Regions from separate parts of the Mus musculus genome. Here all the other regions are linked to region 2. Evidence: chromatin contacts called from public HiChIP or PLAC-seq and promoter capture Hi-C data. All regions are on one chromosome and are shown on one strand. The core of a region is the stretch at or near the end of the contact, and the rest is flanking DNA. Distances in the headings are between cores, read along the strand shown.

Evidence for each region. HiChIP or PLAC-seq counts read pairs in DNA pulled down with a chosen protein or histone mark. Capture Hi-C pulls out chosen DNA fragments and counts their contacts.
Region 1: a contact with region 2 is called in a promoter capture Hi-C map of liver. The contact joins two enhancer-like sites.
Region 3: a contact with region 2 is called in an H3K27ac HiChIP or PLAC-seq map of hepatocytes, with 9 times the contacts expected there. The contact joins two enhancer-like sites. A contact is called at or near these places in 1 of 39 promoter capture datasets (the C10 cell line), 1 of 15 datasets of contacts at CTCF or cohesin (large pre-B cells), 7 of 484 Hi-C or Micro-C datasets (B cells, the G1E-ER4 cell line, bone marrow-derived macrophages and 3 more), 2 of 115 datasets of contacts at active chromatin or transcription factors (hepatocytes and microglia) and 1 of 9 other capture datasets (adipose tissue).

Annotation. Positions count from the first base shown.
Region 1 is chr12:79,599,025-79,601,774 of GRCm38.p6, reverse strand. All of the region lies in intron 7 of Rad51b (RAD51 paralog B), which reads right to left. Among named protein-coding and RNA genes, the nearest start is that of Gm36048, 200 kb to the left of the region's middle. Within about 2 kb of position 1,299, at least 157 of the 459 cell types and tissues checked have an H3K27ac peak or open chromatin away from gene starts, as enhancers often do. A contact at or near this core is called in liver, where this site is marked.
Region 2 is chr12:80,183,249-80,185,948 of GRCm38.p6, reverse strand. Actn1 (actinin, alpha 1) reads left to right here. Exons shown (of 21, transcript NM_134156.3): 9 at 1,050-1,142; 10 at 2,326-2,556. Among named protein-coding and RNA genes, the nearest start is that of 2310015A10Rik, 52 kb to the right of the region's middle. Within about 2 kb of position 1,283, at least 9 of the 459 cell types and tissues checked have an H3K27ac peak or open chromatin away from gene starts, as enhancers often do. A contact at or near this core is called in hepatocytes and liver, where this site is marked.
Region 3 is chr12:79,353,398-79,356,097 of GRCm38.p6, reverse strand. All of the region lies in intron 7 of Rad51b (RAD51 paralog B), which reads right to left. Among named protein-coding and RNA genes, the nearest start is that of Rad51b, 57 kb to the right of the region's middle. Within about 2 kb of position 1,342, at least 56 of the 459 cell types and tissues checked have an H3K27ac peak or open chromatin away from gene starts, as enhancers often do. A contact at or near this core is called in hepatocytes and liver, where this site is marked.

The DNA.
Region 1 (2,750 bases), core at 50-2,549, 580 kb after region 2:
TCTTGTTCTCCTTTCCCACTGCTGCTACCCCTCAGGGGACACACAGACGCTTTCTGTCTGGCCTCTGCTCCCCTTTAGACCTATTCCACATTATCTTCAGAGTTCTTTTTCTGAAACATAATCCAATAAAGTTGTTGTCTTTCTTTTAAACTACCATGAGCTCTTCTGCAACTCTGAGTATTCTACCCAAGGCCCATCACCATCTCCGTTTAATTTAACCCACTCAGCTCCCCACCATGACTCTACGATTATTTTTCTATTTCCAGCATGCTATGCCATTTCAAACATTTCAGCATTCATACAAACCATTCCCTATGATGGTGCTGTTCCTTCCAACCTTAACACTCGGAAAATTCAGATTTTTCATAAATTCCCAATTCTACTGTCTCCTTTTCTTTGCAGAAATAGTTGTTTCATGCTCTGTGTTTCTCCATGTGTTTTGTTTGCTTAGTTAAAAGGCACTAGCACAGTGTATGTCCTCAGGTCTGAGGTGGCATCTTAGGATTTACAATTTTCTCTCTGATGACTAGTACACTCAGGTGCGTAATAAGCGTCTATGAACTCAATGAATAAGCCCAGAGATTAATGTGTTACAAAAGCAAAGAAGCAGACATTCCAGTATGACTCAATATAATCATAAACTAAAACAATTTATTTTTTAAAATATAAGCTTCATGGTGGGGAATATTAGCCAGACCAAATAATATAATCATTATGTATGGCCTTGGCTAAGATGATCAAAATTGACCTTTCAGTGCTGTAAACTTGTCTCTTGGTAAAAGCACACAGTGCCTGATAAATAATAAACACTGTATATGTGTTTGACATTGTCGGTGTTAGAGGCTTATACATGGGTCCACAGTCCATCTGCATAGATACAAATGGAATCCTAATTCTAAGTTACTAGCCTATAATAACTTACCTTAACATTAAGAAATGAATGCTCGCATACCCAAGTTTGCTAATGCACACAGAAATATTCTGCTTTAAACACATGGAACGAGCCAATGGCCTTTGGCCCCAAACCATACATAGCACTGGAGGATGGTAGGCCGAAAGACTTTTGGCGATTTCTTCTAGGTTTTTGTATAGACTAACATCAAGCCAATTTATCTGACCTCCCTGATCCACCCAGCCCATCTAGTACCTTTAGCTATTTTTTTCTAGAAGCCTGAATGAGTCAGAACAAGAAAATGATTAATCAACTTGGAGAGCTTTGAAAGCTGGAACAGAGCCCTGCTGTGAGTAAAGCCTCGGAGCTGTGGGACTGTAGCAGTTGGAAAGTTAGGGGATTTCCATGGTTGGAAACATTTGGCCGGCTCGCCGTGCTCCTCTGACCTTGCAATAAGACAGAGCAGGCCTAGCCGGGTGATTTACCTCTGACAATATCCCATGTCTGCTGCCTTTGGCTATGTGCTCTGACTTGACAAAATCAAAGTAATTCCCCCTGAGCCTTATGATTTTGGATCTGGCTCAGAAAATCCCCTCTGCTTTTTTTCTCTCAGTGGATAGTATTCTCAGTCCCTGGCTTCACTTTTAACTGTGAGGTTGAAATTAGACGTACACACACTGTGCTTGGCCATCAGTCGGGGTGTGTGTACGTGTGTGTGTTTGTGTGGGGCGGTTCTCTTCTTCTGTCAGGACAGGTTGGTTTCACAACTCAGGAAATACAGCACCATCTTGCTTTTCTTCTCTTTTCCTTCCCTTCCCTTCCCTTCCCTTACCTTCCCTTCCCTTCCCTTCCCTTCCCTTCCCTTCCCTTCCCTTCCCTTCCCTTCTTCCCTTCCCTTCCCTTCCCTTCCCTTCCCTTCCCTTCCCTTCCCTTCCCTTCCCTTCCCTTCCCTTCCCTTCCCTTCCCTTTCCTCCCTCCCTCTCTTCCTCCCTCCCTTTCCCTTCTCTCTTTTTGCCAGTTGTTACATAGCAGGCACAACTTAAAATCACTTTTCCAGTTGAAGTTTTGAATTATTTTCTGGTTCCCTGCTACATCTATTCAAATTCTCCCAAATGTTTTACTGGGGCCTTAATTTCTGTTTTACGATTTTGGTTTTTTTTGAAGATACTATTCTGGTATCATTAACTTTTAGATGCTTAATGTGCTGCAGATAGTGTGTCTGAGCAGGGCAAGTGTGCTTTCCGGTTTCTCTCTTACCTGCAATGCTACACTGGGGTAGGGCCTAGTGGCTTTCTCATGTGTGTGTCTTCAATACTCACATCTCATCTCAGCCTCCATTTCACTGCCTCTCCACATTATCTCCTTTCTTTTGTTTAAACAGATGAATCGCTGGGGTTTTTATTTCCAGATCTTTCTGCCCTATCAAGGCATCGATGATGTTTACTGTGAGTGTGCTATCAATAGTGTGTCAGTAAGATGTTCTAGACTTGATTATTTCTTGGTCTTGTGTGTCTGTTTCTCTCTTTAATGTCATTCATTTCTCTTATACAACTTCTTAGGCTCTCATCCACTAACACAACAACAATAACCCCAAAAGATTTAGGCAAAAATTTCTGCTTAATTCTCTTACTTATCAGAAAAGATTCAGGTTCTTTCCCCAAAGCAGCAAACACTGTCATGTATCTCACATAGTCACATAAACACACACATGCCACCGTTCACTGCAAGGGCTCTTAGCCATTGATTTATAGGTCACAAGGACCTTGTTGAGCAATGGCAGCTGCTGATTTTCATTGCATTGGCATGGAGGTGGCCTGGGAATTTTCCTTTTGGCACACAGGTCAGTAAACACACTGGG
Region 2 (2,700 bases), core at 34-2,533:
TCCCTTATACCTAAACTGTCTCCTTTCTACCTTGTGGTCCCGAAAGAGCTTTGAAATCAAAGTGTACGGTTGGCATATGTATAAGGAAGCAACTCAACTTCAGAACCACTCAAGTGGGCCAGGCATGGTAGCGAATGCCTTTACACCCAGCACAGAGGCAGAAGCAGGCAGAGCTCTGTGAATTTGGGGCCAGCCAGGTCTACAAGAGTTGAGTTCCAGGAAAGCCAGGGCTATATGATAAGACACTATCTCAAAAAAAAAAAAAACAAAACAAAACAAAAAAAAAACCCAACCAAACAAAATAACCAAATTCACTTCATTGAAGTGGATTTGGAGCACAGGGTCCCTGCTGCTGTTGAATACAGAGCATCTTTTCCAGCCTCCAGAGGCCGAGTCTCATGGGGCTAGGCCTTGTGGCTAGTTACCTTTCCATCCCTTGTTCTTCTCTATGCTGAGGACAATCTCTGGTCTGTCGTGGCCCAGTGCTTGGTGCACGGTGTGATCTTAGTTGAGTCATCAGTATTTGCTCTGGGTTTCCTAGGCTTGGCACCAGTGCTGGTTTATGCCTTACATCTTATCCTCTGTGCACTGCCACAACATTGGCTTTTCTCTAAAGGGCTTTGAGCCAGGAGTCCTGACTGAGAGACTTCACTATCAGCCAGCACTTTCTCCTCAGGCTTTCAGACTTGAAGACTCACATCTTCAAAATCCCATCAAATCCAGCTCAAAATCCCAAGTCCTGTGACTCCTGGAATTCCAGGCTGGGCATGAGTTTCTTCGTTTTTCCCCCTGGCCTGAGATTTTGGATGCCTCAGTTACTTGATTCATTTCTTCCCAGCATGCGTGATGAAAATCAACCCTTGTCCAGGGCTGGCAAAGAGGTGCTGATGCAGAAGCCAGTGGAGGGAGGGGGGATGTGACTTGGAGCCTCAGGGGCTTCTTTCCAACCGCATAGGATAGCAGGGTGGAAGGGGTTGTTGGCACAGGTGTGTCTAGGTACCCCTGCTGCTGGGGCAGGCTGGTCATGACTTTCTCTATCTCGTTTCCAGGCAGAAACAGCAGCCAATCGCATCTGCAAAGTGTTGGCGGTCAATCAAGAGAACGAGCAGCTTATGGAAGACTATGAGAAGCTGGCCAGTGATGTGGGTACCCCTCTGTTCTACCTTGGCCCCAGCTAGGCCATGTATGACACCCTGAGAGAGTGAAGCTCCCAGGATCTGTACCTGTATTGTCATTCTGTGGGCACAGTCCCAGGCTGGTGTAGTGCATGATCCAATCACAGTTAACACAGGGCAGCTTGGTTCTGGGCCTCTGGGAGAGCAGAAGTGAAAACAGGAAAGATGGTCTCTGGGCTACAGTGGGCCTGGGAAATGCCTTCGCCTCTCTGGCTCTTGCTTTTTCTTTCACTTACTGAATGGGAGTTGAGACCTGGGATCTTAGAAGCATTTGCAGTCTGGTAAACTGCCCCTTGGGAAGTTTTGCCTGAACTACATAGTACAGGGCTATGCCAAGTACTTAGAAGACATGTGCCTGAGAGGGCTCAGTACTGTCTCAGGCTTGGTACTTAGCAGTACTTAGTACTTAGTAGTCAGGCCAGCAGGGGACAGGATGGGAAGCAGTCGATCAGCTGACCAGCTACCATTTGGGCTAAGGTGCTTCTTCCGTGACAGAATCCAGCCCTTTGACCTGCTCCCCTGGCCTTTCGGTGGCTTTGCCCTCCAGCTGAGTGAGAGCCAGTTGCCCTGGCTTTAATCCCTGCTTCACTGCTTCAGCCAGTCACCACAGCAGGCTGCGTGACCTGGCAGAGCCTTGGGCGCCTCCTCCATAGTGTGGGGGTGATAGTAGCACTTGACTATGTAGTATTCCTGTGAGTCACTTTGTGGGTCATGCCTGGCATCATGCAGGTGTTCGTATGCTTCCTGTCATCCATCCTGGATCTTCTTCCTCTCCCTCACCATGGCTCCAGGCTAGAAATATAGGCTGTCCCAGAAGCCAGCCTCTTTCTTTTGGAGCCAGAGGTTCCCATTCTATTACACCCCTGCTTGGTGTAGATGAAGAAACTGAGGCCTGGCTAGACTTAAGCTCAGGTCTCCTTGCTCTTAGAGAATCCTGTGGTTCTTTGGTTCTTCCCGTATCAGGGCAGAGAAGATGAGGGGTGTGGGCTCTGAATTGACCATATCCTGGTCAACTTGGAGGAAGCACCCAGAAGCCTTGCTGCAAGCCATGGTGAGGTCTTTGTAGGTAATTGGAAGGGAGAGTGGAAGAAAGGCAAGCTGGCCTTTGCGCATCCTTACCCTGTGCCTTTCCTCTGTTTTGCCACTGTAGCTGTTGGAGTGGATCCGCCGCACCATCCCATGGCTGGAGAATCGGGTGCCTGAGAACACCATGCATGCCATGCAGCAGAAGCTGGAGGACTTCCGAGACTATAGACGCCTGCACAAGCCGCCCAAGGTGCAGGAGAAGTGCCAGCTGGAGATCAACTTTAACACGCTGCAGACCAAGCTGCGGCTCAGCAACCGGCCTGCCTTCATGCCCTCCGAGGGCAGGATGGTCTCGGTGAGTGCCAGGGGCAAGTCTGGGGCCTGCCTGGCCACCTCCATCCCCCAACTGCATGGAGGTGGGTTTTCTTCTACCTACAAACATAGTCCGTGTTTCTTATATTCTACCACACATGCGTGAGCCCAAGCACAAAGGGACAGC
Region 3 (2,700 bases), core at 93-2,592, 830 kb after region 2:
GTAAAGGAGGGCTGTCCCCAAGGAGAGGCACAAAAGGCAGCCAAAAGAAACAGCTCCCAGATGAGCAGTTCACCCAATCACTCAAACCTCCTCGGACTCTGCTGGGTCCCAAACTACAACACAACTGTGACCCTTCCTCTCCAATTATTCATTTCTTTAAAGTTGTATGAGAGACCACTATTAAACACACTTGAAAATTCTGTATGAATTATAACCAGTAGGTCCAATTACTTTATTAGATTTTTCTTCTCTTTAATACATTGAAAGAAGGGAAAAGCAAACAGCCCTTATATAGAAAGTAAAGATCCAAACAGCTTTCCACCCAAATGATGGACAACACATTGCCCTCTTTCATTCAAGGGCCAGTCCATTTGAAGCTTTACTCTGCCTTCCCAGCTTGCATCTGCATTACAGAATTCATGCAGATACTAAAGGAAACCAGGCTGAGGGACAAAGAAGCAACCCTATCCACTGTCCGTATGCAATCTCACTCAGAGCAGCAACATTCTATACGCTCTTCTCACCTGCCCTATTCTAGCAGACCCCTACCCAAAACCTGGCACTGGAGCAACCACATCACATTTACCCTGTTTTAAATGACAACCTCCTGTGTGAGATCATAAAAAGGATAAAGTCAGCAGACACGACGGACACCACCATCACCTCCATCGCCCTCAACCCTCACACACAGCCTGAGATGGTCTCGGGGTCACTGTAGTTCTGGATGCATGAACTGAGGGAGGAGCAGAAGATCAATGAGAGACCCTAAAAAGTCTCATAAGGTGCAGTGGATTAGCAGGCAGGGCAGCCGTGAGCAGAACTCAGTTTGCCTATCTTGCCCCATACAAAATCAAGTCAAAACACTCCCCTTAAAGAACCAAATTTGCCAAAGACGTTTAGACTTCATGTCTAGCAGCACACGGACTGCATGGGAGGGTGTCGGGTAATTTATAGTCCACCAATCTACTCAGGCCACCAGTGAACCACACAGCTGAAAAAGTTCACCACGTCCAAAGTCAAACTCTGCGGGGATCAGAAGGGTACTCCTGAGGGGCTGCACTCGGACCTCATTATAACTCCGTGTTATTTTAATACTATTCCTTGGATTTTGCCCCACACACAATTCCCAAGTCACAGAAAGACCATGAACAGTGTCCAGATGTATAAAATGCAAAAATACTTTCCTCCTACATGTGGACTCCAAGATAAACACCACAAGAAGCACGTGTGACTCAACTTGGAGCTCGTTCCAAATTAAATACTGCATCATGTGCACAGTGTATGGCTTAAAAAACAAAACCCCACGAATATCCTCCACGGTTCACAAGCCAGGCTTGGGCAAGCACATGACCACACTGGAAGATGGAAACATGAATTGGAGAGCCGGGGTAAAGGGTGAGAACAGCCTCAGTCGGGACCTTTCCCAGAAAACTGTTGCTATTTTCAGGGAACATTGGTATAACATGGGACACAGATGAAAGGGGAAATCATAGTTTTCTGTTTGGTTGGGGGTTTATCCCACATACACACACTGATGACCCTGAATTCTAAAACGGCAAAGAGTTTAAAAGCCCTAAGTAAGCAAGCACAAACATCATTAAATACAGATATGCATGCACTGACTGAGGTAATGAATACTTAAATGTCGGGGGCCAGACCAGCTAGAACGCTTTTGACCTGGACAATGGGTCTGAGTGGAGTAATGGAAACCTGGGGCAGACACGGGACACAGACCGTGGGAAAGGTCTCTACCTCACTGGTGTTGTGTTTCCCAGATGACAACTCTCTCTTTCTTAATCTATCTCTTTCCACTCCTCACACTTACGGTTTTATTAACATGTTTCCTTCATTTGACTGTAACTTGGCTTCAAGAAAGTTACAGTAAAAAAGTGAATGGCTGAATAAAGTGGGAATGTAAGAGATGATAGTTTGGCTAAGCCAGCATCTCCAGTGCTTTCTCCTGCAACTTAACATAAGCAAAAGTTCTAAAACGATTCAAGTTGGAATATATTTAACCAGCAAAACACCATGACTTTAAAAAATAAAAATAAAACATTTGATAAATGCAAAAGAATACACACACACACACACACACACACACACACACACTGTGTAGGTTACAAGGCATGGCTATGAAATGCGTGCCTATGAACCTGCCAACTACTCTTTTAATTAGCACTTTTTCTGTCTAGAAAGCTATTAATGTAACTCAGTGGCATGCCAGGACCCTAGAGATAATTCCCAGCAATAAGAAAGGAAGATGGGGGGTGGGTGGAATATCTCTAATCTGATAATTTGCTGTGGACTAAAATTTTACATCTCTCCCAAAATTCTCTGTTGAAACCCTAATCTACAGAGTGATGGTATCTGTCTATGAAGCTTTGACAGTGCCTGGCTAGATTAGGTCTTGAAGGTGTAAATAACCATGCTGGAGACAGACACACCAAAGCACAATCACCAAGAAGTGACCTTCACCAAGCAAACAACACTGTCAGACGCTGGTCTCACACATTCAGTGACTAGAACATGCTGACGTGAATGTTGCTGCTTTCTACACAGCTGCTGCACTCCAGTAGCCCCAGAAGACGAGACACAACGGGGGCAGTAGAAGCCATCTTCCCACCAGGCAGCTGCCCGGTTGTCATCAGTATTCTGAATTTATGCCTTTTTATTAAAAAATTTCACTTTTGCCATTTAAAA